Linked DNA regions of Mus musculus: all the other regions are linked to region 1. The links are chromatin contacts, called in public HiChIP or PLAC-seq, Micro-C and promoter capture Hi-C maps. All regions are on one chromosome and are shown on one strand. Each heading gives the region's core, a stretch centred on a gene start, on an enhancer-like site or on the middle of the called end of the contact. The rest is flanking DNA. Distances are from core to core; before and after follow the strand shown.

Region 1 (4,691 bases), core at 878-3,377:
GAAATTGTAGAGGCAAGACTTAACACAACCCCTTCACCCTGATGCTCCGGCACTTGGGTTCTAAAAGACAGGGAGAGCACTGAATAAACTTCACTGGCCTCACCCACCTGGGCTGGTCTTGGTTTGAGTTTCATGGGGGAGGGGCTGAGCAAGACAAGCCCTGGAGCCTGACCATCCTGAAATTTAGCATTCTTGTGCTGATAGCGCGCACACATGTCCACGCTGTCCTCGGAGTGAGGGATAGCGTGGGGGCCAAGGGAACTGACTCTAACAGAACTAGTACTGGCTGGAATACTAGACCTCTCTCACCTGCCCACAGTCACCAGCCCCTTCCCACACACCCACCTTTGCACAGACACTTGAGACTGGGGCAGCCAGGGGTTGGGGGTGGGACAATACCTGGAACTCTGCCCATAGAGGACAGGTCTCAGGTCTCAGGCTCCAAAGAAAGCCTACCACCGAGGCCCTTTGAGCAGTCAGGGTCTCAGGAGAGTTTGCAAAGGTTCTGAGTAGAGTATATGTGGCACCCGGGCAGGACTAGGCCCACACCGCTGCCCCTGGAAGGCTTCCCCCACCAGATTCCACAACCATCCTAGGCACACTACTTAAACCTAGCTGCACAGAGCAGAGGGCCTCCCACCCCGTGAGAGAGGGAGAAGAAAGAGGATGGGAAGAGTGTCATGGTGCAGGTCAGCACTTGAGCATGACGTTCTTTGTTTCTGCAGAACCTGGCTGCTTGGGACAGCTTTGAGTCAGCATGCCTCCCCAAGTCTGCCTGGCAACCCCAGGCCAGGGAGGGGACATGAGTGAGCTGCAATGCGTGCAACAGAAGCTACATATGTGTCTGTGAGCTTGGAGTACTCAGGAGCAGAGCGTTCTATAAACCCGGCCATGGTCTTTTGTGGTAGAGGGAGAGGCCCTAGTGGTGGGTAATGCCCTGGCTTGGAGCCCAGGACTCGGAGACGGAGATGACAAGAAGAAATGACTCTGGAGATGAAGCCGTGCCAACTGCTGGTGTCAGGAGTTCTTGGTCTCAGGTGTAGGAGAGGAGGCCTGACTCATGGATGCGAATACCTGCCAGGCTCCAGGACAGGACCGAGGGGGGAGGTTCCAAGGCTCAGGGAAGACCTGGAGAGTAGGGCTTTGGAGAAAGAGACGGAAGTCAGGGAAGGAATTTCTCAATTTGCCCCTTCCCAGGCTCTGTCTGCAATGGAGCCTTACTCATTCTTCATGCAGTACAGCGCCCAGCTTGTGGAAAGGAAACCTGGGGGGGGCCTTCCTAGGGCATCAAGACGGGGGTGGGGGTGGGGAGTGGGAGGCCTGAGTGCCAGCCCCACACTGTGGGGGTGCGGGTGGGGTGGGGTGTACATGAACGGCAAGTGATTCTCTAAAACCCAGCCTTAACACTCAGAATCGGGAGACAGCCCATGCTTCACAGGCCACGGAGGCCTGCTAATGCTAGGAGAGAAAGAGCTGAGGAGAGCCCGGCTAGACTCTTCCAGGCCAACTGCCTCCAGTATCGGGACCCTTGCCCAGGCAGCCTCACGGCAGGCCTCCGTCTTCTCCCCTCATTAGGGAGTGAGGGGCCTATACCTGCTTGCTGTTACCCCTACCTTAAGGAAAGCACCTTCAACACCCCCGGAAATGAGACGTCTCTCAGAGCTAAAGAGAGGGGCCCCTCTCTTGAAAAAAAAATCTAGATATTACTCTCCCCAAACGTGGCAATGTGGGCCCGTGCATGCACGCATTTCTTAGAAGACAGACCAGACTGCCTGGCTAATCAGCCGCTTTAGCAGTGATTCCTGTCCCCGCTAAGACCCGATTCTGATTCTTTCCCACATCACCCACAACCCCGGCGAGGCCAGGCGCCCACAGGCAGGGCGTGGGGCCGGCAGCTCGCCGTAATGACAGGGCCTGTGGGTGGTGGCGGTGGAGGAAGCAGGAGGGATCTGACTATTTCTGGCCCTGGCGCACCCAGCTGGCCCGAGCCCCGGCCAGGGTTGGCTAGTCTTCCCGGCCCCCAGCACCGCGTCCTTTCCAGGTCCCCTGGAGGGGGCGGGGAGAAGCGCCGGTTGGCGGGTCCGGGGGGCGGTACGGTGTTCTGGACCCACCCCCGGCCGCCTCCCATCTCAGTTCAGTTGGGTCCCTGCACCGGACTGCGCAAGGACCCCAGGCCGCTTGGTGATTTTGCTCAAGTGAATCACGCCGCGTCCCCTCCTCCGCGCGCCCCGACCGGCATGGACTCCGGTCGGGACTTCCTGACCTTGCACGGTGAGTGTCCCGAACGTAGGGGAGACCCTCGGGAAAGCCGAAATACACCCGGGCGGCAGGGATAACAGCTCCTTCGGCCGCATTTAAACCACCAGAGAGCCAACTCCTTGTCCCCTTGTGGGATCCCAGAAAAACCTCGGCCCGCGCTGGACACAACCTTGGGCGTTTCCAGACTTTCCCCCAAATCTGGCCCAAGAGATCGGGGAGCAATGCTGACATCTCTCGGGGATTTCCCCTTAGCCTGTTCATAAAAGGCTGGGCTCCTGGGTCCAGATGGCACCAAAGGGGTCAGGGAAGGAAAGGGACAGCATCCTTAGCCAAACTCTCGATTCAGAGGCTCCCCAAAACACGGGTGCGCCTGAAGCGAGTCAGGCCGCGCGGGTGTGGCGGATGAGGGTGTAAATGGGTGGGGCGAGGAGGAGGTGTGCAAGTTTGGCTGAAGTCGTTCTGGCAGCCTTCGCTCCCCAGAACAGAGAAAAGCGATGCCAGGGCTGGGAGGAGCAGCGCTGTCTTTTTGCTGACCCTCCTGGTCGGACTGGGCCAGATCTCAGTTAGAACCGCCTGGCAGCTTGGTCCTTTGTCCAGCCGGCTTTGTTTCTTCCCATCTGGGCTAGCTCTTCTCCCCATGCCTGTCCCTCTAGCAGAGAGGGAAAGCGCAGGCTCCTGGCTGCCTGTCTTAGAAGCGTCCAGGGAAGAGCAAGGAACTAAGTGGTATTTACGCACACTCTGTGGGAGGGGCTGTGGGGAGTCTTTCCTTCGTGTCTCCCCAGGTCATCTATTAGCTCAGCAATACCTGCTCCTCTCACATCGATCCACGGTTTCACAGTATTTTTCACTTAACTCGAGTATCCCTGAGATTGTAGGTTCTTGGTTTTTGTTTTTTAATTAAACAACGTGTACTTGTGCTGGAGGGGGTATGGGTGTATGGAGATCAGAGGACAACTTGCAGGAATCAGTTATCTCCTTCTATCTTGTGCGTTCTAGGATCAAACTCAGGTCACTGGGCTTGGCAGCAATTGCCTTTACCCACTAAGACGCCTTGCCTCCTGGGCTGTAGATTTTTGTGTTCACCTGTCCTCCGCTCCACTCCCCCTTGGATGTGTGCCCTGCAGGCAGCCCCCAACCTGTTTTGCATCAGTTGACCTGGACTTTATTGTTGTGGGGGCCCAGTAAGCTTGGGTTTCTAAAAGCCACCTTGTTGGGCTGTGTTCCTGCCCCTCCCACTGTTCCCTCATTCTCTCCAGAGGTCAGAGATGCCCCTACAGCTCCTGACTGGTGGGAACAGAGGGTGGCCGCTCTGAGGGTCACAGTGGAGAGGGGCGGGCTCTCCCCTGGCCGCCTCCCTCTGGCTGCCTCTGACCGCCATAGTGTCATGGAACCTGGGTCATGGAGCAGGCCTCAGTGTCTGTACCCTGGTCCCATTTCTTTCTTGGGTCAGCCCTGGTATCTCCCGTACCCAGGAAGACACAGAGCCTCAGTCTAATACAGCACAGGCTTGGCCAGCCTGGCCCATCCTGTTTGAGCCCAGCCTCCTGGAGTTGTGACTCAGTCCAGCCTTTCCTGCAGGACTGGAATGTACACTGTGGCCAAGCTGACGGACCTGTGGGCCCAGCGCTTCAAGCGTGGCATCCACCGTGACCTCCAGAAGCAGCTCCTGCCTACACTGCCAACCCGATGGGGAGGGGAGAGGGGTCAAGGAGGGTCTCTGTGGGAGGGCGTGGTCACTGTGGCTTGTACTTGTTAGCTGATGGGGAGTCTGCACTCCTCTCCACAGTGCAGGTCCCACAGCACTGGTCACTTTCTGACTTGGGCAGTTGGGGGTCTGCTGGAGAGGTGCCCTCAGTCCCCTCCATTAGCTGGAGACCTGTGGACTCACCAAGAGATGACACGTGGCTCTGTCCTTACTCATACAGAGGCGATGTTGGATAAAGACACATATTGTGCAGACAAACAGTAGAGTTCTCACTCTCCCCTGAATTCCTTGCAGAAGTCTCTCTCTCTCTCTCTCTCTCTCTCTCTCTCTCTCTCTCTCTCTCACACACACACACACACACACACACACACACACGCTCGTGTGCCCACAAGCTGGGAATTGTCTGGCAGAGTGGTTAGATGATGGGACAGAATCAAGGGCAAATGTAGCTGGATTTGTATGCACGGACCAAGGGGCTCTTTCTACCACTGAAGCCTGCTAATTGATACTATAGTTGCCATCTTCCCCTCCTACACCACCCCTCTCTATTTTAACTAAGCCTGGACTGGCATCCCCAGCAGGGCCCTGAAAAGACATTACTTCCCAGGACCTTTTCCTTCACTAAAGACAGTCACCACACTGACTTGCCCTGCACCTGGCCCACCTGCCCTATTGCCCGAGCCGGCAGTCTGTAAAAGGGACAGGGAGCCCCTAGAGCCACAGGCTC
Region 2 (4,691 bases), core at 597-3,096, 890 kb before region 1:
GGAAGAGCGGTGGTGTCAAGATTGTTGGGTCATCAAGAACGGTAAATCTGCAGGCAAAGGAAGCAAGGGCTGAATCTGGTGGTAGGGAAATGTGGGGCCTGGAGGGACAGCCCTGAAATCTATGTCACCTCCATAGACGACGGATGCGCAGTTCGCTGGTGTGTGGTGTTCTGTTGTTGTTGGTTTGGTTTTTTTGTTTGTTTTTGTTTTTTTGAGATACGTAGCCCTGGCTTTCTTGGAAGTCACTATGTAGACCTTGAACTCACAGAGATCCCCCTGCCTCTGCCTCTTGAGTGTTGGGATTAAAAGTGTGCAACACCATGCCAGGTCATGTTTTGTTTTCGAGTTTCTCTGTGTAGCCCTGGCCGTCCTGGAACTTGCTCTGTAGACCAGGCTGCCCGGAACTCAGGTTCCCCAGCCTCTGCCTCCTGAATGCTGGAGTTAAAGGCCTGCACCACCACGGATCTGCCATGTTTTGTTCTCAAAATGGGGTTTAAACTTAGAGCTTTTCACATGCTGAGAAAGTGCCCTACCATTGAGCTACATGCTTCTTCAGCTAGCCCTGTAGACTATTTCCTGAGCAGACTCAGCCACCCGGCAGCTTCTGTGTACCAAAGCTGTGTGTTGAGGATCTCAGACCCCAGATTACCACAGATAAAGGGCAGGCTGACTCCCCCACCCCCACTCTGCTTGTCCTCTGTACACATGTACATCCAGGACTGAAGACTGAAGAAAGGGCCCGTCATCCTCCCCACCCTCGGTGCCATTTAGGCAGGACAGAAGGTCACCTCCCTACTACACCCGGGGGAGGGGAGAATGGAATCCTGAGGGTTGGACTAGCCACTGACAGCATTCATCTAGGACAGTCAGAAGAACCCAGAATGCAGCGGGAGCGGGGCTGGGAGGGGGAGGGTCGAGCTTCCACGAAGGCTTCCAGGAGGAGGAGGCAGTCCTTGCTGAGCCATCCTAGACGTTGTTGGGATTCCCTCAGGTGAGCAGAGTGAGGGTGAAACGTTCCAGGCGGTGCAGTCAGAACGGGAGAGAAAAGCGCTCTAGGTACTGGGTCGAACTGGCCCTGCCGTGGGCTGACGAGGACTCGGGTGGGCTCCTGAGAGAGAAGTTGACTGCTAGAACACACTTTCTTCTGCCTAGTAGTACAGGGAGTTGGCTGCGAGCCTAAGGAAGGTCTTGGCGGGAGCAGAGGAGGCAGCAATCCGCTGTAAGTAGCCAGGGTCCGGCCTAGGAGAAACCAGATTCTTTTTTTTTTTTTTTTTAAGGAGGGATGGGGGTGGGGAAGCTGGTTCCAGCAATCTCTACTTTAGGTATTGTTCGGAGTAAGGGCTCTGGCCCGAGGGCAGAGGTGAAGGCCAGGCCCTAGGATGACCTTTTCTTCTCTCCTCATCCCTGGCTGGTCTCCAGTCTGAGCTAACTTTCTGCGGGATCTGGGAAAAAGAGGTGGGGTGAGGGCCGGGGAAGGGTCCTCAGATTGAATTGATAATAATCTGCCCTGGGCGGGTGGAGGCAGGGGAGGAGCTTCCATCGCTCGCAGCCTCAGTCTACCCAGTCTGCAGCTCGGGACTGCTCGGCGTGGAGAAGCGGGCATCTCTAGGACCCGGCTCTGCACGAAGCTCGGCTCCGCGATCTTAGGAGCCGAGCGCGGAGCAGCGGCGTCGCGGCCCGGTCACAGTCCGCGGGGAGGCTCGAGGCGGGGGAGGGGGCGGTGCCTCCGGGGCGGGGCCGAAGGCTGCGGGCTGCGGGGCGGCCTGGCGGGAGGCCCGGCGTGCGTCAGCGCCGTGAGCCCCGGAGTTTTCCACTGACGAGGAGGGCGGAGCCGCGGGCGGGGCCGGGGCTGAGCCAGTCTCTCCCGCCGCCGCCGGACGCGCAGACCTGGGCCGGCTGCACCGACGGCCGCCCGGCCGAGCGCACTGCGGGTCGCTGTGTGCGCTGCGACCCTGGGGCCGGCACACGAGTGGCTTCGGTGAACTGGGCGAGCCCTGCTAGCTTAGGTGAGTGCCACGGTTCCTGAACGCGGCGGGATGGGAAATGGGGCAGGGGGCGTCTCGGGTGAGTGGCGCTGTCACTCCAGCTCCCCGCTGATCTCCCTTGGGTCCTCCGGAGGGGACGCCGGGATCCGGCCTCCGAGCCCGACTGGAGATCTGGCGCCTGGAGTGAGAGCCCACGGCTGCGAGGTGGCGGGGGGGGGGCAGGCTTCCCCTCCCCCGCCTCGTTGTGGTTACCCCAGATGTCCAGGCGCCCCAAAGCCGGGCGCAGGTGGCAGTGGGACGGGGCGCGCGTGCCCGCGGGTGAGTTTCCTTTTGACCTAGTTGCCTGAGAACTTTTCAGAAGTTACTCGCGTGGCCGGGGCAGGTGACATTGGTCGTCTTCCTCCTCGGGCTCCCTAGGGGGAGGGTGCCCGAGCTGCGGCGTGTGCCGGGCGCCCTCGGCAGGCGGGGGTCAGGGAGGGTTTGGAGGGATGAGTGAGGAATGAGCGAGGCTTGGTGAGTCACGGACCCCGGGAGGGAGGCGGGGGGGAGAAGGATTGTGTCGTATGTTCACCTGTCACCGTCACACTCAGAGGCCACTGCCGTGAGTCACCGGGGCGCAGCTACACCGACCACCCGCGGGCACACGTAGGCTCTCTCCCACGCACCTCTACTCCCTCTTCTGCATGCATTTCCTCTCCTTCCTCAGTTTCCCCTTCCCGGAGGTCCTTTCGCCTTCATGTACTGTAGAAAAGCCTACACCACAGCAACGGCCACACACTTAGTCACTCGGGTTGCCGATACAGTCACTCCCAGATGTAGCCCACCTTCCTGACAACAGAGAATTCCTCCCTCCTCTCTAGCTACCCACCCAACATCTCTGGACCGAAGTCTCAGCCTTCTGCAGAGAGTAAGTCAATACTCTCTGCCCCCAAATCTTTGACAGCCCCGCCCACATCTCCCGAGCTGTCACCAAATCCACCCCCTTTTCTCCTTTGCGCTTGTCCTGTCAGTTCACCTGGCCCTACCCTGTGTCCTACGGGTCACACCCTCTCTGGCTCAGGCGCTGAGCCATCTTTCAACCATGCAAATCTAGAATTGTCAGTCCTTACTTACGCACTTGGGTGGCTTCCTGTGCCCTCGGGCTAACACAGGCCCTCTTAGTTGCATCGCCACCAGAAGGCGCACTGGCTGTCCTTGCTCCAGTCCCTGTACCATGCAGTGTGACCCCCCCCCCCCAATCTGGAACTCTGCCAACATCCCTCCTTCAGAGGAGCCTGCCTCGTCCCCAGTTCTACCCTTCTTGCCTATCCTGTATAACTCCTACTTGAGAGGTGTTAGTTGTAGGTGCTTTACCTGTGTGCCCAATGCCTGTCATAGTGTTTGGCCTTTAGGAAGCTTAGCCAGGATTAGATTGATGAATGAATGAATGAATGTGAAAAACTGGCTTAAGGTGGAGGAAGGGGTGACTGTCAAGTGCAGTTTTCCCTGGGTAGAACTGAGTATTTTATACAGCCAGCAAACATTTGGCATTTACCCAGGGCAGGGCCCTGGAGTCTGAATCGAAGGAACTGTCCCCTCCCCCCATCACTTTCTGAGGCATGGGTGGGGGAGGGGTACGTCAGTGCTTCCTGTCTGCTGTGTCTTGAGCTGCCCAGCACTTTGTCTCCGTGAACTGCTTGTAGGTGATTTTCCGCATCCCAGGAAGCCCTTCAGGAGGGTCTGGGGTCCTGTGACCCTAGGTGTTGGAGGTGGGGGCATGACTGATCAAGACCTGGGGTTCTGAGGTCAAAGGACACATTCTTCAGATTCCTGGAAGGGGGAATCAAGGCCGCCAAGGGGCTGGGGACTGGAGCACACTGGCGGGCTGAGGCTTCCAATAGCTGCCGCTTGTTGCCTGGGTGGAATAGCCTTCGCTGGTTCAGTGTATTAAATAGCTATGGTCACTAGACTGGGGTGACATTCCGTTCTCTGGGCTGTCAGCGCCTGTGTGTGGTGGCAGGAAGGGGGCGGCCCCAGATTCTGCTACCATCCCGGAAGGAGCCCGGTTCTCTTTGATTCCGGGGCCTGCCTCTGGGGCTCCTCAGGGGGTGTGGTGTTTCTGTCTGAGCCAGCTCCTGGGAATGGCTTTTCCTTCCTCCAGGACCCTAGGACAGGACTGTGTTCACCCTGGGAACAGGATCTTGAGTCCTGAGTAGCTGCTGCAGCCCTACCCCCACCCCCTGACTCACTGTCTGGCACTTTTCTTGGGCTCTTCAGCTATCTTTCATTCCGTTTTCTGACTTGGCCTCCTCTGCTGCACAGTCTTTCTGTCTCTGCCTTCTTTCAGCCTCTGGATCCCAGGTGGCACTCCTCCCTCCCTTCTTCCCTCCCTTCCTCCCTCTCTCTCCTCAGACCCAGCCAGGGCTCCAGCACTCACGCCTCAAACAGCCTGGCCTTTCCAGAACTCTGCCTGAAGCTTTGAATGTTAACGCTCTTCAGCCTTAGTTCTTATCTTGGGTACACTCAGCTGTGGATCTCTATCCAGTCCACACCTACCTCTCTGACATCTGTTTACTCTTAGGGACCCGGAGCCTCTGAGATGCCACCTCACACTTGCACTCGAGTGAGCCTGTCCCTGTCTCCTTCCCCTTCCCCCCCTACCCCGTCCTCAAAGCCACCTTTGAACACTGTTCTTGGCTCAGCCAGCTCTGACCCTGGCTGGGGGAT
Region 3 (4,691 bases), core at 1,014-3,513, 840 kb before region 1:
GAAACCTAGAGATGTGCCTGAGAGCGAGCCTGGGCACTTTAGAGGGACTGGAGTCAGTTTTGAGGAGGGACCGAGCACTCCCACCTGGTTGTTCAAGGCCTACCGATTACATTTATCCCACATGTCCCTAATGTTAGCTACAGGGTGCTTGGACAGTTCTCAGCACCCAGGCTCTGTTTAAGCCCCACTCCCTCACATCTGAACCTTCCAGTGCTTACACCTCCCACTTCTCTTTTCCTCCAGATCCAACTTCCAAGCCCGAGACGGGTTAAACAGTCCTAGCCTTCTCTCTCTTAACAACCCATTTTATAGATAGGGATACTGAGCCTCATGGCAGGGGGCAGTGAGACACGATCTCAAAAGCTAACCTGATATATAGACTTTACAGGTTTCTGTTCATTAATGGGGGGGGGCTGGGAGGGCCAGGGGTGTTTCCATGGGAACATAGCTAGAAGCTGGCATCCAGATGCTGCTAGAAGATAAAAGCTAGGATGTTTCCCCCTGGGGTAGGAATAATGCCTCACCTTCCCCAAGGATTCCATACGCTCTGAAGAACTGCAGGGCTGGGTCGCTGCTGTACCTCTCTAGGCCCACATTCGCAGCCTGCAGCACATGGTGGAAGTACTTTTCCTGGCTGTAGTAAATGATCGAAGCCTGCATGAAAAGAAAGAACATGGTTGCCATAGCTCCCGTCCCTCCATCTTTGTTCTGGTCACGATGGGGTGAGACCCACTCCTGTTGAGGTGACCCATTCCTTCTCACGTCTACAAACAGGAAGGGAGAGGCAGCATTCAGGCCTGGCCTTCTCCTTCTGCAGCCCTGGGAAGGAAGGCGCTCCAGGGAGTTTGGCTACGGCAGAGGTTTTAGGTGACTGGGGGATGGTCAATACACCATGTAAGCTTCAAGTCAGGCTCATCCTAGGCTGGGAAGGAAGGGGACTGAGGAGTGGTCATTTTCAGGGTCTCCATGTCCTCCGCTATACACATCTTGGTATCTTTCACAGCTAAAGAAGCTGAAGCCCAGGGAGACACAGCCCATGGAGATCACACAGTAATTGGGGCTGAGATTTCAAAGCAAAAGCTCACTTCCTCTAAGGTTTGTGGGTGTTGAGTTGGGGATAGATGTGGTTAGGTCGTAAAAGCCTCATGGGCCATTTGAAAGAGCCTAGACGTCAGACAGGGTCATCAACAGGAACCAGCTCGAATGGCTTTAAGTAGGGGAGTGAAGTTTTCAGATTTTTAAAACTTTTGGCAGAGCCTGGTGTTCATGTATCCCAGACTGGCCTCAAACTCAACTATGGTGAGTTTCTGACCCTCCCTCCCCACCTCTCCGGTGCTAGGATTAAAGGCACCTACCACCACACCTGTTTTATGGCTATCAGGGCTTGGTGCATATTCTAGGAACTGAGCCAGATCCCCAGTTACCTCAAATGATATTCTAAAGAAATGACTCTGGCTGTTGCGTGCAGTGATGTGTGGGTGGCTGCAGGTGGCACATGGGTAATGCCAGGCAGTAGTGCTGGTGCAAAGAGCCCAAGTAGAGAAACCAGGCCAGAGGTGTCTAAGGGAGAGATACATGGTGGCTCTGGAGACTTTGGAAGCTGACACTTCTCGTTAGATTAGGAACAGGGTTGGAGGTGGGCATAGACCTCATAGCAGTGGAACACAGATGGCTTAGGTGGGAGGCAGATGCGATAATGGACAGGCACGGATTGGTTTGGGGGATAGGATCAGGTCTGGGTGCTAATTTGAGGCTAGGGGTGCAGAGGACACTGAGGGGAAATGCTTTGGTTAGGGAGCTGAGGAAGATGGAAGGACTTCTAGAAGCTGCCAGAGTAGTGAACAGAGGGGTAGAGGTGGTTGGGGGGTGGAAGTAGCCTAAGAGTAGAGATGGCCAGAGGGCAGGCAGCAGGGTGGATGGTGTGGCAGAGGGTGGCCCAAGGGCAGATGGCCAGAGAAAGCAGAAAGGTAACCCCAGAGCAGAAATGGTCAGAGAGCAGAGAGCTAGCCCAGGGCAGCAGTCCTGACTGCAGAAGTAGTCCCGAGCGCAGGCGGCCCAGAGTTCACGCACCATGAGAGAGGAGTCATCGCTGCTCATGGCTGCAGCCCGGCTCAGGTGATGACCGGCTGAGCGGGATTCCCAGCTCTGGCCGCCCAATTCGCAGCCCAGCTCACGGCCGGAAGTCTAAGGCGCGCGCGTCCTTGGCAACCTGGCTGCTGGCCTGTTGCTAAGAACTGTGACATCCGGGAGGGCGTGGCCTGGCCCCACGTGACTAGGCCACGCAGCAGCGGGAGAGGGCGGCCATGGGGCTAGGGGCAAGCAGCGAGCAGCCGGCGGGCGGCGAGGGCTTCCATCTGCACGGGGTGAGCCGGGGTGGTGGAAGATCACCAGGGAGGGTTGCACAGCCCCGAGGCCTGCAGTGACCTCCCTGCATGCCTTGCGAGGCCCAGCGCGTCCAAGATCCGAGGCCCCTTCTCTAAGGAGCATTGCAAGGGGCTGGGAGAGCTCGTGGGCTTTGGGAAAGCTGCTGAAGAGGGGGTGAAGTGGCCAGAATGACTGGAGCCAGGGTGGGCATTGGGACCCCAGAGTGAAACATCCCGAGACCTAGATGGGGCCCTACGTGTCACTTGCAGGGAGGTACGAGCGAACAGGCTGCTGGGAAGTATAGTCTGGTTGATAAAGAACGCCGTATGGAGTTGGGGATAGAAAGATCTTTGAACTCAGCTCCCCTGTTTTGCCCCTTTGAAAAGCAGGTAGATGCAGAGCTGTGTGGAGGCGGGCAGGTTTGTCAGGTTGTCTGGCTGTTGGGTCAGCCTGCCTGCCTTCATTCCTTCAGACAGGATCTTGGTACTTAGTTCAAGCTGTTGTTAAACTCTCAGCTGCTCTTTCTCGGTTCCTCTTAAATCTTATCTATCTATCTATCTATCTATCTATCTATCTATCTATCTATCTATCTATTTATTTTGTGGGTGTCTCATTATGTATCCCCGACTGGCCTGGAACTTGCTATGTAGGCTAGACTGGGCTGGAACCTACAGAAATCCATCTGCGTGCGCCTGCCTCCTGAGCCATTATGCCTCTCTGGTCTATGTCAAAGGAAGTCTGGAGTCAGGGCTAGGGAAGCGGTTTCTAGCTGGAGAGCCACATTGGCTTTACAGATCAAAGTGACAAGATTTGTGCTTGGGGGTTGGCAGACATTGGGATGCATCCAACCGGGGGTGTTTTAAAACAGGTTCACGGGAAGTCAGGAGTTTGGGATCTTTGCACAAGGGCTGAGGGAAGTGAGGTGGTGGGGGTGGTGGACGGAGTGAAGGCAAGGGGGGCTGGTTAAAGGGGGACAGGTTGATCAGGTCAGAGGATGAGGACCCGTTACAGAGATGTGTTTTTGGTGTGTGTGTTGTTTTTGTTTGTGCACACGAGTGTGCAAACCAGAGGTTTTAGATCCCTTTAAGTTGGAGTTATAGGCATTTGGGAGCTGTCACACTTGCATGCTGGGGACTCAACCCAGGTCGTCTGATAGAATAATAGGCTCTTTTAACTGCTGACCTATTTCTCCAGTCCCTTTGTTTGTTTGCTTGTTTTTTCTTTGAGACAGGGTTTCTCTATGTAGCCCTGGCTGTCCTGGAACTCACTCTGTAGATCAGACTGGCCTTGAACTCAGAAATCTGCCTGCCTCTGCCTCCCAAGTGCTGGGATTAAAGGTGTGTGCCACCACTGCCCGGCTGTTTTTGATGTAGGATGGCCTTGAGCTCTTGATACTTCCCGAATCCCAGGATTACAATGTGCACGAGTATACCTAGCTATAGACATGTTTTTGAATATATATTCTATGCCAGGCAGAGCTTCAGGCACTAGAGATAACATGGTAGACAAAGTACTCATATTTGGAAATCAAACAGGGGAGAAGGAAGGCCATAAAGAGCTATGTGGAATAGGATGTGGTGGCTCATCCCTGGAATACCAGCATTAGACGCAAAGGCAGGAGGACTCCCAAGTTTGAGGCCAGTTTAAGTTATACATCAAGGCTCTTATCTCAAAAACATACACAGTGAGCTGAAGAGATGGCTCAGCAGTCACGGACACTTGACTTCTAGGAAGCCCAGGGTGACTTGGTATTATGTGCGTGTGCGTGCATGCATGCACAAACTGAAGGTCATGACATTGGGTTGTCCACATCTGCCCGTAAGTCCAGCTCCAGGGGACCCAGGGTCCTCTTCTGACTTCCATAGGCACCTCCCCACCCCATACACACAGGGCATCTGTATACCCTGGCACACATGAACACAAAATTTTCTTTTGTTTTTTCAAGGTAGGGTTTTTTTTTTTTTTAAGCCTTGGCTGTCTTGGAACTACCTCAGAGATACACTTGCCTCTGCCTACTGAGTGCTGGGATTAAAGGCGTGCGACACCACTGCCCGGCTACATAAATCTTAACCACACAGCAACGGCACTGAGCTCCTTCTCCAGGTCCTAGACTTGGCATTTTATTTTATTTGATATTTATTATATGGAGCTGTGGAGGATTTTTGTTGTTGTTTTTAGATTTATTTTCATTTTATGTTTAAGGTATGTATGTATGTATGTACACTGTGTCTGGTGTCTACAGAGGTCAGATAAGGGGATTGCAGTCAGATGGTTGCGAGCCACCCTGTGGGTGCTGGGAACTGAACCTAGGTTCTCTACAAGAGCAG
Region 4 (4,691 bases), core at 1,492-3,991, 620 kb after region 1:
TTAAAGGTGGCCTGGGCTTTCTCAAGAGAATTCTAAAATGCCAGGATCATTTACCAGGAACTTTCCCCAAACCCAGAACTTCACTTGGCTATTCATTTCTCAAACATAGCCCTCATAGGGTCAAGGTCAAGGTTTGATATATAATGAGAAACAAGAAAAAGGACGGAGTAAATTTCTCCCCAGCAGCAGAAGGCAGCACATGCTAACATCCCCATGCCCCAGGTTGGGGTGACATGCTTGATTTAAATGTGGCCGGTCCAACACTGAGGCTCCGACCTCTTCCCGGTCCAGGCCCCCTCTCTCCTCACCCTGCATGTTATTGTCCGCTTTGCCGCAGGTCACCCACTTGCCCCCCTGGAAGCGCCAGTGGTTAGGGTCGGCCAGAACCACTTCCACGAAAACATTGTAGTGGGCGGTGGGGTTGAGTCCGTTTATGTTGAAGCTCAAGAAAGGAAACATGCGCCTGTGCAAAGAACAGAACCAGAGGAAATTATTTAAGTAGCGGCTCTGGTCCCTCCCGGACACATGGGGGGTCTGCAATAAACAGCAAACAAACAAAAATGGCTACTACGGCCTGAAACTAAGAAAATGGTTTTAAATTGACATATTTATTTGGAACAGCCTCCAAATCAGTATTTTCCCTAATTCGCGTGCTTCTTTTCTGAGACATCCATCTATTTTCAGGTATCTACTAGGTTTCTTTCTGAAATGTCTAAAATTATTTTTAAAGACATAGGTGACTGAGAACATTAGGCCGGAGCGCGCCTTCTTGCACTCTCTCTCTCTCTCTCTCTCTCTCTCTCTCTCAACGAGCCCTCTTTGGGTCCCTGTCTCCCAATATCCACTCCTCACTTCCTCAAGAAGTAGCTGATGACAATTTGAAGGTGTGCCTGAACTTTCTGGTCCCTTCCCCGCAAGCAGAGCCCCCTCCCCCAAACATCTGGCTCCAAAAACTGTCTACCTAGTCACCAGCTCAAACCGACTTCTTTCTGCTCTTCTTACAGAAGAGCCCCACCAAACCAAGGAGCTTTAAAAAGCTTCTTTTCAAACACTTGTGCGCAGGCCGCAGCCAGCTCCAGCTAGCCCTCTTTCGCTATGCAGCCCACAAATCGCCTGCTGCAAACCCAGGAGCCAGCGGGTCACGTAGATCTGCCCTCAAGGGTTCATTCCCAAATTTCCATCTCCGCCTCCTCCTCCTCCCAGTCAATCCCGGTGAAGGTGACTAGAGAGGAGAGTAACGTGGGCTCGGAGCCCAAGCTACAGGTGTGCCTTAGGAAGTAAGGGACACGACTTTGGAGATATGATGTACCACTTAAACACCCTAAGCAGAGCCCGCAGTGTGCGGACAACCAGGCGCCTGGGGTCCCTCCACCCTGCACTCACCTGCCCTGTTTGGTGATGATCATCTCAGTTTGGTGCCGGTGGAATTTGAGCCATAGGGGCCGGTTGCACAGGTAGACGTGGGCGCGGAAGCCGGAGCCAGGCACCCCTAGGCCCCCCAATCCTCCACAAGACCCGGCCGCTGAGGTTCCGGCGTATGGCCCGTAGAGCGGAGAACCCTGGCCGTAGGGATAGGCGCCAGGACCGCCGGCACCACCGCCGCTGCTACCAGCGCCGCTCCCCGAACCCGCAGCGGGGCCGAACTGCGCCCTCGCGGGCGGGCACACGGCGGCGGGGAATCCACCGGGGGGCAGCATGGAGCCGTAGGGGTAGCGCGCGCCATTGGACGCGGGGTACACGGGTCCGTGGGCTGCTCCGGCCGCCGCCGGGTACTGGAAGAGCGAGCAGGGCGCGGCGAGCTCGGAGCCCTGCGGTCCCGGCGACGGGAGGTAGTAGCGCTCGGAGCTCAGGCTGTCCATGGAGTAGCGCGCGGTGGCCGCGGCGGTGGCGGCGGAGGGCAGCTCCTCCTCCGCGCACGGGGAGCCCTTGCGGCCGTCCGGGGGCCCGGGCTTGGCCACCGCCGAGGTGCTCCCGAAGGTGTCCCCAGCGTCCGCGTCACTGAGCATGGCCGCGGGGGCCCCCGCGCCGGCGCCTGCGGGTTCTGCGCTCCCCGCCTGGCACGGGAGACTGCCCGGAAACTTCTTGGACGCTTTGTCTAAGTCCAGCCTCTGGGGCGAGGGGGCAGCACCGGGGAGGAGGCTGACGCTCCCTCCGCCTCCCCCTCCTCCTCCGCCTCCTCCTCCTCCTCCTCCGCGAGCACTCTCCAGCGAGTAGAAGTGCGCGCCGGGCAGGTTCACCGAGCTCACCAGGAGCTGCTCTCCCAACTGCATGCTTTAGCGAATCGCAGACGGCAACCGGCTGCCTCCTCGCCTCCCGCGGCCTGGTTATAAAGGCCAGTTGGGGGAGCCAGCGCCCTCTTCCGAGGGGAAGGTAATGTCCCCTTCCTCCCTCGCCTAGGCTACCCACCTGCGGACCTGCGGGGCGGCTTCAGCGCGCGCCCAATTTAGCGTCCTTCCCTCAAGGGAACAAACTCGGGATTGTAGGTGCCCCTTTCCTTCCGCAAGAAAACAAACCCCGGGTTGTAGGTGTCTCTCTCCTTCCTTCCTTCCTTCCTTCCTTCCTTCCTTCCTTCCTTCCTTCCTTCCTTCCTTCTTTTCTTCCTTCCCTCCTTGTCTAACCTCTCAGGACCCCTACACTCACACTAAGGAAGAAGAGGACTTAGCTCTGAGTTCCCATTTAGCAACCAGCCATTTCCTCTCGGCTGGCTCTGCTAAACTCTAGGCATACTTGACCGCTTGGAAACTTGTGAGCGGTGGTTGGCTGCTTATATATGTGCGGCCAGGGAGGGGCTTCGCAGCCCCATGGCTAGGGGACTTTGCTATTGGCTGTTAGAGGTGACACTAATTCAATTAAGTATTTATTAATTGGATCGGGTCGCCTGCGAGTTTCATTTTCTCTTAGCTTATTTGGCTGTTATTGCTGGTTTGGTGTTTCTTTAAGCGTCTTTGGGAGAACTATATCCCACTGAGAATCAATCCTGGTGTACCCGGTGGCTCTATGGCGCCGGAGAAACGGGTTTGAAGTCTGCGAACATGGTCTACCCACGGCATAGGAATCATTCCTGAGTTCGGGTCTAGTTTGGCAGGTCCCAGAGGCCCGTGAAGGCGTCTTTACAAGCTCCCTGCTCGCAGGAAGGCTCAGGTCCCCGGGGGTGCAAATCTAGGGGAGGGCTGGAGAGCGACCCGAAGTCTCTGCGCACACCCTCCTTCTGACTTCCTGGCCTTCAGCACACAGGAACCGCTTTTTGTCCTGTCCCATCTTTTAGCGTAAAGACTTGGTGGAGAGAAACCTCGCGTTCAGTTTTTGGGATTCCAGAGATGGCAAAAGGATTCCGCGTCTGAATCAGAGACTCCAGCTTCTAGCTTCTGAAGTGGGCTTCTGAAGACCCAACATGAGCCTGACCGGACGAACCAAACACTCAGTATTACAACCGCGCTAAAACACCGGCTTCCCCGAGGCCGTCACTTTCATTACTCAGAATTCCCTCTGCTCGGTTTTTTCTAAACACTGGATGTTTCCTACCTCCCCCAGCCCCCGCTTTCGCCAACATCTTTGGTGGGGACTGACACTAAGACACAAAGGTTCCCTAGCAGCTGTGCAGTTAAGATTCCCTGCGCCTCTCTGCGGCACAATACAGAAGGCAGAATAATTAGTGAAATAATCAGTTTGATATTGAATTAAGCTCCTTTGCTCCAGCTGCCTGTTTTTCCCCCCTGCGTTTCCGCAAACAGTCAAGGACGGGGCCGTCATATTTTATTGTTTTATTATTACAGAAGGGGGAACACGTTTCGTTGACGATGAGAAGCCTGTACATTCTCCTCTAATAAGCAATTACGGACGCCTGCAGTAGTCGCTCCAGGAGCGCATTTTCCGGTCGAGATGTAGGGACTCTGCTTCCCCCAACCCAATGCGATCACACGGGAAACTTTTGCCGAGAACAGATGAGGTGGCCGCGGGATCTGCTAAGCGCTCAGACGCCAGCAGCAGATCCGCGCGAAGCTTTCCAACCTGGGTCCAAACCCCGCGAATCACGAACGTGGGCACGCCCGTGTTAGGGAGTGGAGCGATCCTTCATGGACTTGGATGCTGTGTGGGGTTTTGATAGAATAGCGTAGTGGGTCTTGGGCGCTCGCAAAGCTTTTCAAGTGTTTTGGAACAACAACCTTGTCAATTTTGGCTCAGAGAACTCGGGCTGACATCCTGCGCGATCAGTCCAGAGATCCCAGCTCCGATTTGGTCTCGGGCTCCGTCCCGCATGTTTTTGTTTTGTTTTGATGCAGCGAAGCCTTTGGGATTAATTTTTATTCCCCTCAAAGGGTGCGAGATATTGAACGTGAGGATTCCACAAGGGGGATGCGAGTTCCAAGAAAAGGGCCTCACTGCGCTGGGGACTCAACCTGGAGTCTTCGTTAGCCTGGCCCTGAGCTGCAGGATGTCTGAGGGAGATGTAGGTGTGAGACTGAATCTCACGTTATCTGCAGATGGGGTGACTGAAGTTATATGTCAGTTTTGTATTATAACACAGCCAGAAGTAAGGTCCCTTCAAAATACTTTGAAGAGACCGGGGAAACGCTGGCGTGGCACAGTGCCACACAGGCAACGGGCACCGTTCAGACCCACTCTGGCGCAAGTAACTCAGACCAGCTGTCTCCCTAACCACATCAGAATCGGGTTCATTCTATCCTACCCCT
Region 5 (4,691 bases), core at 920-3,419, 590 kb after region 1:
AAGTACACAGATAAGGCCAAAGGCCTGAAGGATGCGCTGCGGTGTAGAGCAGAAGCTTCCCTCACTCCCTGGGGGTGAGTCTGGAGTGGGAGGGTCTATAGTGCTACAGTGGAAGATTGCTGTGCTTCACTCCTAAAAATACATTTCTTATTGCCATAAAAAGTGGGTCACAATTCATATGCTGCACTTAATTTGTCTCTTGTAGCATCTCTCAGTCTATGTAGACAATATTTGCCTGCAGCTCTGATTCTATGTAGCAGTTGCCTTTGGGTCTCATCACATTTTCATCTATAGGAGGAATAATATTTACCTCATAGGTTTATGAGGTCTAAGTAATCTATACTAACTACTAAATAAATGTGGAGCAGAGATCCAAATCAACGTTGTTTCTTTTTAGCGCTGTATAATAATCAGCCCCCTGGTAAGAATGTATCCAGCCAATTCTTTACTGGCCCCAGAGTGCTACCATTAAAACAGCGCCAGGGCTAGCAAGACAGTTCAGATGGTAAAATGCTTGCCTGAGTTTCCATCTCAGAATCCAGGTTAAAAAAGACAGCTGTGGTGGCACACTCTTGTACCCCAGTGCTCAGGAGGCAGAAAGGTGGATTCCCTCGGCCTGCTGGCCATTGAGCCCAGCCTATTTGGTGAGTTCCAGGCCAGGGGGTGTGCTGGAGAAATGGCTCAGAGGTTAAGAGCAATTGTTGCTCTTGCAGAGGACCAACCCACATAATGGTTCAACCATGCATGACAAGTTCCCTGGGATCCAACACTATCTTCTGGCCTCACACAGTGTACAGACATACAGACAGACAAGACACTCACATAAAGAAATCCAGAAATCTTTTTTAAATAGTAAAATAAAAAGAATAAAGCCCGAGGGATGAGGAATGACGACACCATGGTTGTCTTCTGGCTGCCACCTGCCCACGCGCGCACACAAGAAAAAAGAAATCGTGTAACTAAATGTTTTTGCATCCTAAATCTTCTCAGACTATGTTTCTAGAAACAGAATGCTGGGTCGTTATATTTAAACACCCAAACTGCTTCCCACTTAGCCAAACTACGACCTTTCTTGAGCCATGGGCTTTCCAGGTTTCTAACCATAAAAGAAAAGACGTTCGTGTTCAATCTACTGATATTCAGGGAGACTGGGGAGAGATTCAGCAGAAACCCTCCCCTCCCGTCCTTCACACCCTGAGTGCTGGAGAGGGGTAGTTTGTTTCTAACACGAACACGCCCCCTTTTCCCAGCCCGAAACCATACTCCCTTAAAAAGCAACGACCTTCCAGAAAAGATGCAAGAGCCCGGTTGCTGACAGGCTCGGTGCCCGTCCCGTTCAGTGTCTGCCCCTGAGCCCTGTCCGCCATCACCCAAGTTACACGAAGTGACTAACTCGTGACAGGCTTGGTCGCTGGACCGCCGCCCTCGGCTCCTGCGAGCAGCCTGGCCCGGGCAGGCTCGACTCTCTGCCTCGATCAGGGTTTGGAAGCAGGAGACTTACAGGGACCTGGTCATTCCGGGTGCGATGTCCAGGGAACCCAGAGGACATTGGTCATATATGGGGCAGAGGGCAGAGGTCACATATCACAAAGGATCTGGGTTGCCCCGCCCCCGTCACCACTCTAGAGTCAGGGTCTCTGACGGGCGAGAGAAGCTCCCCACGCAGGACCCGAACCCATCGCACCCATCTGTCAGACCGGGTCGGTCCTTAGAGGGGAAACTCCGAAGTCAAATGTCCCGACCGGTCCCGTCACCCTGCACAGGGACGGAGTTTTGGGAGAAACCAGGCCAGGGTTCCTACACCGGCTGGGTGGTCCCAAACCTTCCAGGGCTACGGTTTGGGGGGGGGGGGTGTTCCTGGGGCGGAGGTCAAAGGTCATGGGGAACTTTCGCCCGCTTCCCGGGCCTCGGCGCAGGGGGACGACGTACCTGAGCAGGGGCTAACGCCTGCTGCAGCTGCTGCTGCTCCTCGCTGATCTTCTGCTTCAGCTTCTTGAACATGGCGCGGCGAGGGGCCGGCAGCGTCTCTACCCGCGGGGCGGCCGGGCCCGGGCCTCGCCGCCTTCCTGTGGAGCTGGCGGGCACCTCGGGGCGCTCGTCGTGCGGGTGTCGGCGTCGCCGCCGCCGCGTCTCTTCTTTCTGGGTGCCCCTGGCTGGCCTCGGCCCCCCATCCAGCCCCGTCAGCGGCGGCGGCGGCGGCGACAACGGCAGCAGGTGAACGCGCCCCGGGCGCCTGCGCGGTCGACGTGGAGCTTGCCAGGGGCTTGCTACGGAGCGCCGCGGCGGACAATATGGAGGCGGTGCGGGTGAACGCGCGTGCACAGTGGCGTCTGCGCTGACTCTAGCGGGAGTCTTGGAGCTGTGCTGTCAAATAGGGAGCATCCCACCACTGAGCACCACAGTGAAGAAGGCTGGGGTGAGAGAGGATAGAGCTAGGAATGCAGAAGTGTATTCAGTGTCGTGTGGCACGATCGTTTAGAATTCTCTCGAAAGGTTTTTGGATAGTGGGTTGGATGGTATAGATGACTAGTTGGTTCGCTGGTTGGCCAGCTAGTTGGTTCGTTGGTTCATTGGTTCATTGGTTGGTTGGTTGGTTGGTTTAAAGAGAAAATCTGGGGCTGAGGGTGTAGAACGTTTGTTTACCTAGCATATGCAGGAAGGATTGGCTCTAGCCTCAGCATCGCATAAACTGGGTGTGATGGTGTATACCTGTAATCCCAGCATCCAGAGGTAGAAGCAGTAGGACGAGAAGTTCAAGGTCATTCTTGCCTATATGAATTTAAGGCCAGTCTGAGCTACAGTGAGATCCTGTCTCAAACATAAATAGTCTGGCTGAATTAGGCAGACTGGCCTTGAATTTGTTAACTAAAGTGATTTTCCTGCCTCCAGAATAGCTGAGGCCTACAGGTGCACAATTTTCTGCCTAGTCAGAATTATCTGCCTTTAGTGCTTAATATCTGTGGCTGCACTCCAAAGGAGCTGTCTTCCCCTACCTAGACTTTTCCATCTGCTGAGAACCCCCTACACTTGCACAACATAGAATATTTCTGAAACCTCTGCTCACAAAGACCCATATGACCTCGAAACTCTGGGTTCTGCACAAGCTACTACCTGGATGGCATCCATTCAGTTCTGATTCTTTGAACAGAACATTAAGAACTGGTGCATGGGGGTGTACACCTTTAATCCCAGCACCTGGGAGGCTGAGGCCAGGTGATCTCCGAGTTCCAGGCCAGATGGGCCTATGTTACATAGGGACACCCTGACTCAGAGAGAGAGAGAGAGAGACAGAGACAGAGACAGAGACAGAGACAGACAGAGACAGACAGAGACAGACAGAGACAGACAGAGACAGAGAGAGAGACAGAGAGACAGAGAAAACCAGATCCACAGGTTTAGGCCTCAGTCCCACAAGACTTCCAATGCCAGTCACATGCCAGAGGAGGAGATTCGTAGTCAAAAACCTAAGTGAAGGAGTCCTGTCTCTGGGCATATATACTACCTTGTCTTAGTTTGCCTGCAAGAATTCAAGTCAGAAAGCTGGAGACAAGAACTGAAGCAGAGCCAAAGGGGGAGTGGTGCTTGCTGTCCTGTTCCCAGTGGATCGCTCAGCTTGCTTTCTTATACAACCCAACACCACCTACCTGGGGTAGAACCACCCACATTAAGCTGGACCCTCACACTATCAATCATTAAACAAGACAATGCCTCCACAGAATTGCTTACAGGAAAGGTTATGAGAGCTTACATTTTAACCAGATGGCGGTGGTGGTGGTGCACAACTTTAATCCCAACACTAAGGAAGCAGAGGCACTTGGATTTCTTAAGTTTGAGGCCAGCCTGGTCTACAGAGTGAATTCCAGGACAGCCAAAGCTAAGACAGAGAAACCGTGTCAAACAAACAAGCAAACAAGCAAACAAAAAAACAAGAACAACAAGCAAACAGAAATACTCTAGCAAAAATAACCAATGGGGTGATTCCACATGAATAAAACTAGAGATGGGCAGTGTTTGGGTCAGAGTTCTTTCTCTAAAGGAGCAGAGCCAATGGAGTGGATATATAGACACATGGGATGTATTAGTCTGACTGACAGACCGTGGCCTGGGTAGCCCAACAAGGTCTGTCCAGATGTGAGGGCTGTCCAGATGTGAGGGCTGTCCAGATGTGGCTGATCTCCACAATTCTCCCTCACACACAGTAGCAGAGTCCACCAACAAAGAAAAGCCCAGAACTAAACAGGCTCACAGCTGAACTCTACCATACTTTTCAGAAATTGGCAATCTCGACAACCTGGAAGGAGCACAGCTCGTTAGTATTACACTAATGCCCAAACTAGATAAGAACACACACACAAAGAACACTGCATGCCAAGTTCCCTGATGAACAAAGGCACAAAATTTCTCAACACAATACAGATCAGATAAGAGCATTCGATGCTTTTGCATAGGACCTTGGTTTGGTTCCCAGCACCCAAACCACATGGTGATTCACAACCATCTGTAACTCCAGTTCTGGGGGCTCTAAGACTCTCTTTTGACCTCTGAGGACAGCAGATATACATGTGGTGCACAATCAGAAATGCAGGCGAAATACCCACACACAGGAAAACAAAAGCTCTTAAAGCTACACGCTACAAACATCTAAACTCTAAATTTATTCTAAATGGAGGAGAGCAGGAAACATGTCCTGC
Region 6 (4,691 bases), core at 1,254-3,753, 530 kb after region 1:
ATGGACAGAGACCATAAGCTGCCTCACTACTGAAGCTGCCATCACAGGTTGTGTACTGTATGGTTCCATTCACTGAAATGCGTGCAGCATGCAAATCACAGCAACAGAAAGCAGAGTAGTGGCTGTCAGAGTCGGAAGGGAGACAGCAAGAAGGAATGACAGTTAAGTATAAAGTTGAAACAGATCCAAATAGAAGTGTAAAACGATGAAAACGATGAATTTACGTTATGTGAACTTTACCACAATAAAAACGATTAATGCAATGTTCCAGTTTGGGCCTGGAGGAATGGCTCAGGGCTCAGGAGCACTGGCTGCTCTGCTAGAGGACCAGGGTTCAATTCCTAGTGCCCACATGGCAGTTCACACCTGTAACTTATTTCATGGGGTCCATGGCAACAGGTATGCACATTGTGTACAGATATAAGCATGCAAGCAAAATACCTATACAAATAGAATAAATTAACCTTAAAAAAAAAAAAAAAAACCCTAGTGTTCCAGTATAAATATATGCAATTACAGATGTAAGGTCTCATGCACTCGTGAATTTGGAAATAAAACTTCAGAGCAACTATGAAGTCGTCATCACACATCAGCCACGCGTGCCTGTACCTGTTCTCTCAACTCCTGCTCCTTCAGCTTGGAGTCGCTGATCAGAGTGGTCTTCTGCGCTAGTTGTGTCTGAAAGAGCAGAAGAAGCCAGATGGAAAGGAGTGTGTCCCTCAATGCCTGGGCCTACTTCTTTCTGTTGCAAAAAACGTTCTTTGTAGAAACAGTATCTACGTTTTAACTTGCTAAATTGGAGAGGGCTGGGGGGAGGGAGGAGCTGGTGTTCCTAAAATGTACTAGCTTCAGTAATCTTCAATGAAAAACTAATCTTACCTGTAGCTCCAAAATTGTTACCTGGAGATTAAAGAAAAGAATATAAGCTATAAAACCCACAGGTAGAGGAAACTATAAAACAGAGCACCATGAAATGATGAGAAAACAAGAAGCGAGCAGGTCTTAAATAAAGCAACTTCAATTCATTGTTTCTAACCTGGTCTATTTCTGTTACCCAAACTGTCCACATGCAAACATACATAACACAGAGGAAAGGACTGGAAGGCTGCGACAGCTCTCACAGTAGCTGTCATGTCAGAAAGGGGGACAGATGCCCAACACAAGTGGTAATCTCTATCCTTCAGAATTACTGACACAGGAATATGTTTGTCCATCATGCACTTAACTTCGTGGGTACATATGTCCCATCTTTCAAAGTCCTGTAACACATTTCTGAGCACAACCTCTGAGGCCCATGCTAGGCTCTGACTACACAGTATTTCTCATGGAACTCAGCACTCAAAGCCTTAGAACTTAGAAGGAACACTGCATCAGCTTGATGCCAGCGATTTGGGAGGCGGAGCTGGGAAGACGGCTTGAGCAGAAGCTGACTAAACTCAAGGCTCAAGCCTGGGAAACATGGCAGGACCTACCATCTCAAGTAAAACAAAGTCAAAACATTGAGAATGGAGAGACTACGGGAACAGTTCTGTGTATGGATAGTCTCTTCCCTCTTCTGAGACAAGGATAAGAACTCAGCATCTGTGTCGGCTTCACAATGCACCAACACTCTGTCAGTGAGGATACAGCATCAATACTCTTGAGGCCAGGGAAGCTCCTGGTACGAAGACACGTGTTTTCATAGAAGCAGTACTTAACAGCAAAGGTGTGCCCTCACCCACAGCCACACGCTAAGCAGACAGACAGAACTTGTTCACAGCTCTCTGTAACAGGAAAAAGGCCCTTTTCACTTGGTCGCTAGTGAGGGGTGCTGCTCAGACAGGCTTTTAGAGGCTTCGTCCCTGCACTCTGGAAAGGAGAGCCACGTAGCTGGCTGTTGAGAAACTGCAGCCCTCAGTGACTGATAACCTGTAAGAAATCTCAAGGGTGGAGTTGCAGTCTGCTAGATTGTCTGTGGAAAGGCCAGGAAGCACTGAGAAACAGCAAAGTTTAGCTTTGAATGTGGAAGCCTGGATTTAAATTCCAGTACTGCACTTAACATGAGATCTGAACATTTGGTTTTAATTGCATTGAGTGAAAAAGGAACTTGAGTTCTCAAAGGCCCTTGGGTCAAATGAGCTGAATGTGTGGCAGTGGGCAAGCCAAGCTGAGGAAATGGCCACACTTCCCAGACCCCCGAGAAGCAGCTCACACTGTCCTTGGTGCTCTCCTCCTGCTCCAGCCTCTGCTGGTATTTCTTCTGGAGCTCCTCGAGCTGGGTCTGCAGGTCCGTCACTTTGCCAGTCATTTCTTCTTCACGGGCCTTCAGCATGAAAACAGCAATGTGGCAATGTTAAAAAGCAGGCAGAGGGAGAGTTACCCAACAGTCACACATGTGTGGGACACAGAACTCGTCACTCCTTCCTGACCCAATCTAAGGCTGGACCAGCGCTGCTCACTCTTCTTGGAATGCCATGGCTCCCATACACTGCCTCTGTCCCTGTCAACCAAGGCCAGCAGCTGCTTCCCCCATGGTATCATCAGGTCTGACTGTGCACAGATCCTAGGGTTTAAGGCTGGGTGCTGTCTATAGTGGGGTTCCTACAGATACTCAGGAAATAAGGGAGTACTTTCCCACTGGGTAACTCACGAGTTGGTCCTTGAAGCTTGTCTACTGACCTGCACATTTCATACCCATCCGTCCTCACATCACGCCGGCAGTGCTCAAGTAACATAATACAACAAACGAAAAATAGACAAGGCTGAACCAGAAAAGACTTAGATGACTTTTGTCCCCACGGTCCTGCTTAGAAGTCTGACACACAGATCACCTTCTGTTGTGTTCTAAGGGCACTCAGATCTTGCCTCAGTCAGACATCATGCGAGACCTCTGTGCTAACTGATCTCGCTGAGTGAGCACCGCCTCTAGGCGTCACTGAACAGGAGCGGACTGTCAGACGCCTGGGAAGCACCGTTCTCAAAGACAAGCAGAAGGCTAGGCACAAACAGTGTGATGAGCACAGGACACTTGAAAAATCCGATTCTTCTCATGAAACTTTCCGAAGCTACGGGAAACAAAGCAGCAGAGCCCAGGCTGTGGTGCTGGGCATCAGACGTCTCCTCAGCGAGGTACACCGACCTAGCCCCGCACGCAATACCATTGCCCTGTAACTGAAAGGTCACTGTCCGAGGCCTTGGCTGCTTTGAGTCCACCTGCACATCCCTGTGGCTACCCAGACTCCATAGCTACTTACTCAGGCACATTCAGACATTCAGCTATGTCCGACACTTCCTTTGATAGCTGCAGATTACCAAATAAGCTAAGGCAAGCCTTCTAAGCATTAGAAAAAAATCCCAATACATTGTCCAGAACTTAAAAATAGCTCTGGACCTGGAGCCACCAACAAGGTACCACCAGGCCCTGTGCAAATCCCTAGTTTATCAAAACAGAAAGAAGAAAAGGAGGAAGAGGGAAGGAGGAGAGAGACAAGCAGAGGTTCTGTCCCTTAAAAACAACAAACAAGAATGAAAGTGATTCTCACTATATTGATTCAAGCTTTTCTAAATAAAAATTAAAGTGAAAACCTTTTAAAGATGCAGCACAGAGAGGCCAGGGGCTGACTCAGCAGATAAAGTGTCTGCTACACAGCCCTGATTCACAGGGAAAAGCCAGGTTTGGTGGTACAGGTCCATACCCCACGTCTTGGTGGGACGTTCCCGAGGGTCAATCCACCACGGGAGTTCCAGCTTCAGTGAGTGACTGAGCCACAGGAAGCAAGATGGGGAGCGACTGAGGAAGATGCCTGACATGTGTATGCCGCTATGTGTCCGTTGCTGTGACAGGGTCACTGTACACACCATGACCATGGCAACTCTTACAAAGAACTACTTGAGGTTTGCTTACAGTTTCAGAGGGTTTGTCTGTCTTCATCATGGTGGGAGCAATGGCAGCATGTGTGGCCTTGGAGCAGTGGCTCAGATCCACCACAGCCTGATCCAAAGGCAACTGGCAGAGATCTAGGACTGGACCTGGCATGGACTTTTGAAACCTCAAAGCTACTCGCAGTGACACACCCTCTCCAATAAAGCCATACCTCCTACTAATCCTACTCAAACATCCACCAACTGGACTAGACATTCAAATACGGGAGCCTACAGGGACCATTCTTATTCCAACCAGCACAGCCACATAAGCCGCACAGAGCAGCAGTGGTGAAGGAAGACTCAGAGCATGGGCAGAGGTAATGCACGTGAAGAACCGTGAAGAAGCGGCTCCGGCTGAGTTACGTGTGCGGACCTCACAGAGAGTGCAGCCTCGCTAGGCACTTACACTGTCACAGACAGCAGAGGAGATAGGGAACCAGCATATGCCAGCACCATGCCGGGGATACACGCACAACTGTCACCCTAACTAAGGGAATGCACTTGTGTGTGAGGGGCCTAAAGACATCTGAAGCAAAAGCAAGGTTCCATTCTTCATGTGTGGGAAGTATGAATGGTACCTGAACCAGCAACCCTGGCATGGAAGGTGGAAGCTGGTGATCAAAGTCATTTTCACGGTAAGATCATGGCGGCATGAGCTACATAGGACCATGTCTCAAAAACCCAAACCAACAACAGAAAGAAACATCTATGATCAGGAGGGAACCTGAAACATTTTGTGCTTACATTTGTTATTACAACATCTCAGAGCGACCATGAAGGATGGGGAA

The links. Promoter capture Hi-C pulls out the DNA fragments that hold promoters and counts their contacts. Hi-C and Micro-C count contacts between places; a contact is called where the count stands out from the background. HiChIP or PLAC-seq counts read pairs in DNA pulled down with a chosen protein or histone mark.
Region 2: a contact with region 1 is called in a Micro-C map of embryonic stem cells, with 1.7 times the contacts expected there. The contact joins the promoter of Csrnp1 here to the promoter of Plcd1 in region 1. A contact is called at or near these places in 1 of 39 promoter capture datasets (the 3T3-L1 cell line), 1 of 484 Hi-C or Micro-C datasets (embryonic stem cells), 2 of 115 datasets of contacts at active chromatin or transcription factors (astrocytes and extraembryonic endoderm stem cells) and 1 of 9 other capture datasets (embryonic stem cells).
Region 3: a contact with region 1 is called in an H3K4me3 HiChIP or PLAC-seq map of stem cell-derived neural progenitor cells, with 4 times the contacts expected there. The contact joins the promoter of Gorasp1 here to the promoter of Plcd1 in region 1. A contact is called at or near these places in 3 of 39 promoter capture datasets (the 3T3-L1 cell line, embryonic stem cells and liver) and 1 of 115 datasets of contacts at active chromatin or transcription factors (stem cell-derived neural progenitor cells).
Region 4: a contact with region 1 is called in a promoter capture Hi-C map of embryonic stem cells, with 4 times the contacts expected there. The contact joins the promoter of Eomes here to the promoter of Plcd1 in region 1. A contact is called at or near these places in 2 of 39 promoter capture datasets (embryonic stem cells and pre-B cells) and 2 of 115 datasets of contacts at active chromatin or transcription factors (astrocytes and craniofacial prominence).
Region 5: a contact with region 1 is called in a promoter capture Hi-C map of liver, with 3 times the contacts expected there. The contact joins the promoter of Golga4 here to the promoter of Plcd1 in region 1. A contact is called at or near these places in 2 of 39 promoter capture datasets (liver and pre-B cells), 3 of 115 datasets of contacts at active chromatin or transcription factors (bone marrow-derived macrophages, craniofacial prominence and embryonic stem cells) and 3 of 9 other capture datasets (adipose tissue, embryonic stem cells and liver).
Region 6: a contact with region 1 is called in a promoter capture Hi-C map of pre-B cells, with 3 times the contacts expected there. The contact joins the enhancer-like site here to the promoter of Plcd1 in region 1. A contact is called at or near these places in 10 of 39 promoter capture datasets (the 3T3-L1 cell line, the HPC-7 cell line, cranial neural crest and 7 more), 7 of 115 datasets of contacts at active chromatin or transcription factors (astrocytes, craniofacial prominence, embryonic limb bud and 4 more) and 1 of 9 other capture datasets (pancreatic islet).

What each region holds. Positions count from the first base shown.
Region 1 is chr9:119,090,938-119,095,628 of GRCm38.p6, reverse strand. It overlaps Plcd1 (phospholipase C, delta 1), which reads left to right and starts at 2,127. Exons shown (of 15, transcript NM_019676.3): 1 at 2,127-2,271. The coding sequence starts at 2,238.
Region 2 is chr9:119,980,934-119,985,624 of GRCm38.p6, reverse strand. Csrnp1 (cysteine-serine-rich nuclear protein 1) reads left to right here and starts at 1,846. Exons shown (of 5, transcript NM_001357562.1): 1 at 1,846-2,006. It overlaps Gm33800 (a long non-coding RNA gene), which reads right to left and starts at 1,780. Exons shown (of 4, transcript XR_871355.3): 1 at 1-1,780.
Region 3 is chr9:119,935,130-119,939,820 of GRCm38.p6, reverse strand. It overlaps Gorasp1 (golgi reassembly stacking protein 1), which reads left to right and starts at 2,263. Exons shown (of 9, transcript NM_028976.2): 1 at 2,263-2,363. The coding sequence starts at 2,304. It overlaps Ttc21a (tetratricopeptide repeat domain 21A), which reads right to left and starts at 2,215. Exons shown (of 29, transcript NM_028735.3): 1 at 2,071-2,215; 2 at 525-654. The coding sequence starts at 2,097.
Region 4 is chr9:118,476,239-118,480,929 of GRCm38.p6, reverse strand. Eomes (eomesodermin) reads right to left here and starts at 2,741. Exons shown (of 6, transcript NM_010136.3): 1 at 1,384-2,741; 2 at 309-463. The coding sequence starts at 2,270. It overlaps Gm33408 (a long non-coding RNA gene), which reads left to right and starts at 2,282. Exons shown (of 5, transcript XR_871338.1): 1 at 2,282-2,370.
Region 5 is chr9:118,503,796-118,508,486 of GRCm38.p6, reverse strand. It overlaps Golga4 (golgi autoantigen, golgin subfamily a, 4), which reads right to left and starts at 2,169. Exons shown (of 24, transcript NM_018748.3): 1 at 1,930-2,169. The coding sequence starts at 2,001.
Region 6 is chr9:118,563,168-118,567,858 of GRCm38.p6, reverse strand. Golga4 (golgi autoantigen, golgin subfamily a, 4) reads right to left here. Exons shown (of 24, transcript NM_018748.3): 18 at 2,192-2,302; 19 at 880-900; 20 at 610-678. Among named protein-coding and RNA genes, the nearest start is that of Itga9, 41 kb to the left of the region's middle. Within about 2 kb of position 2,503, at least 3 of the 459 cell types and tissues checked have an H3K27ac peak or open chromatin away from gene starts, as enhancers often do.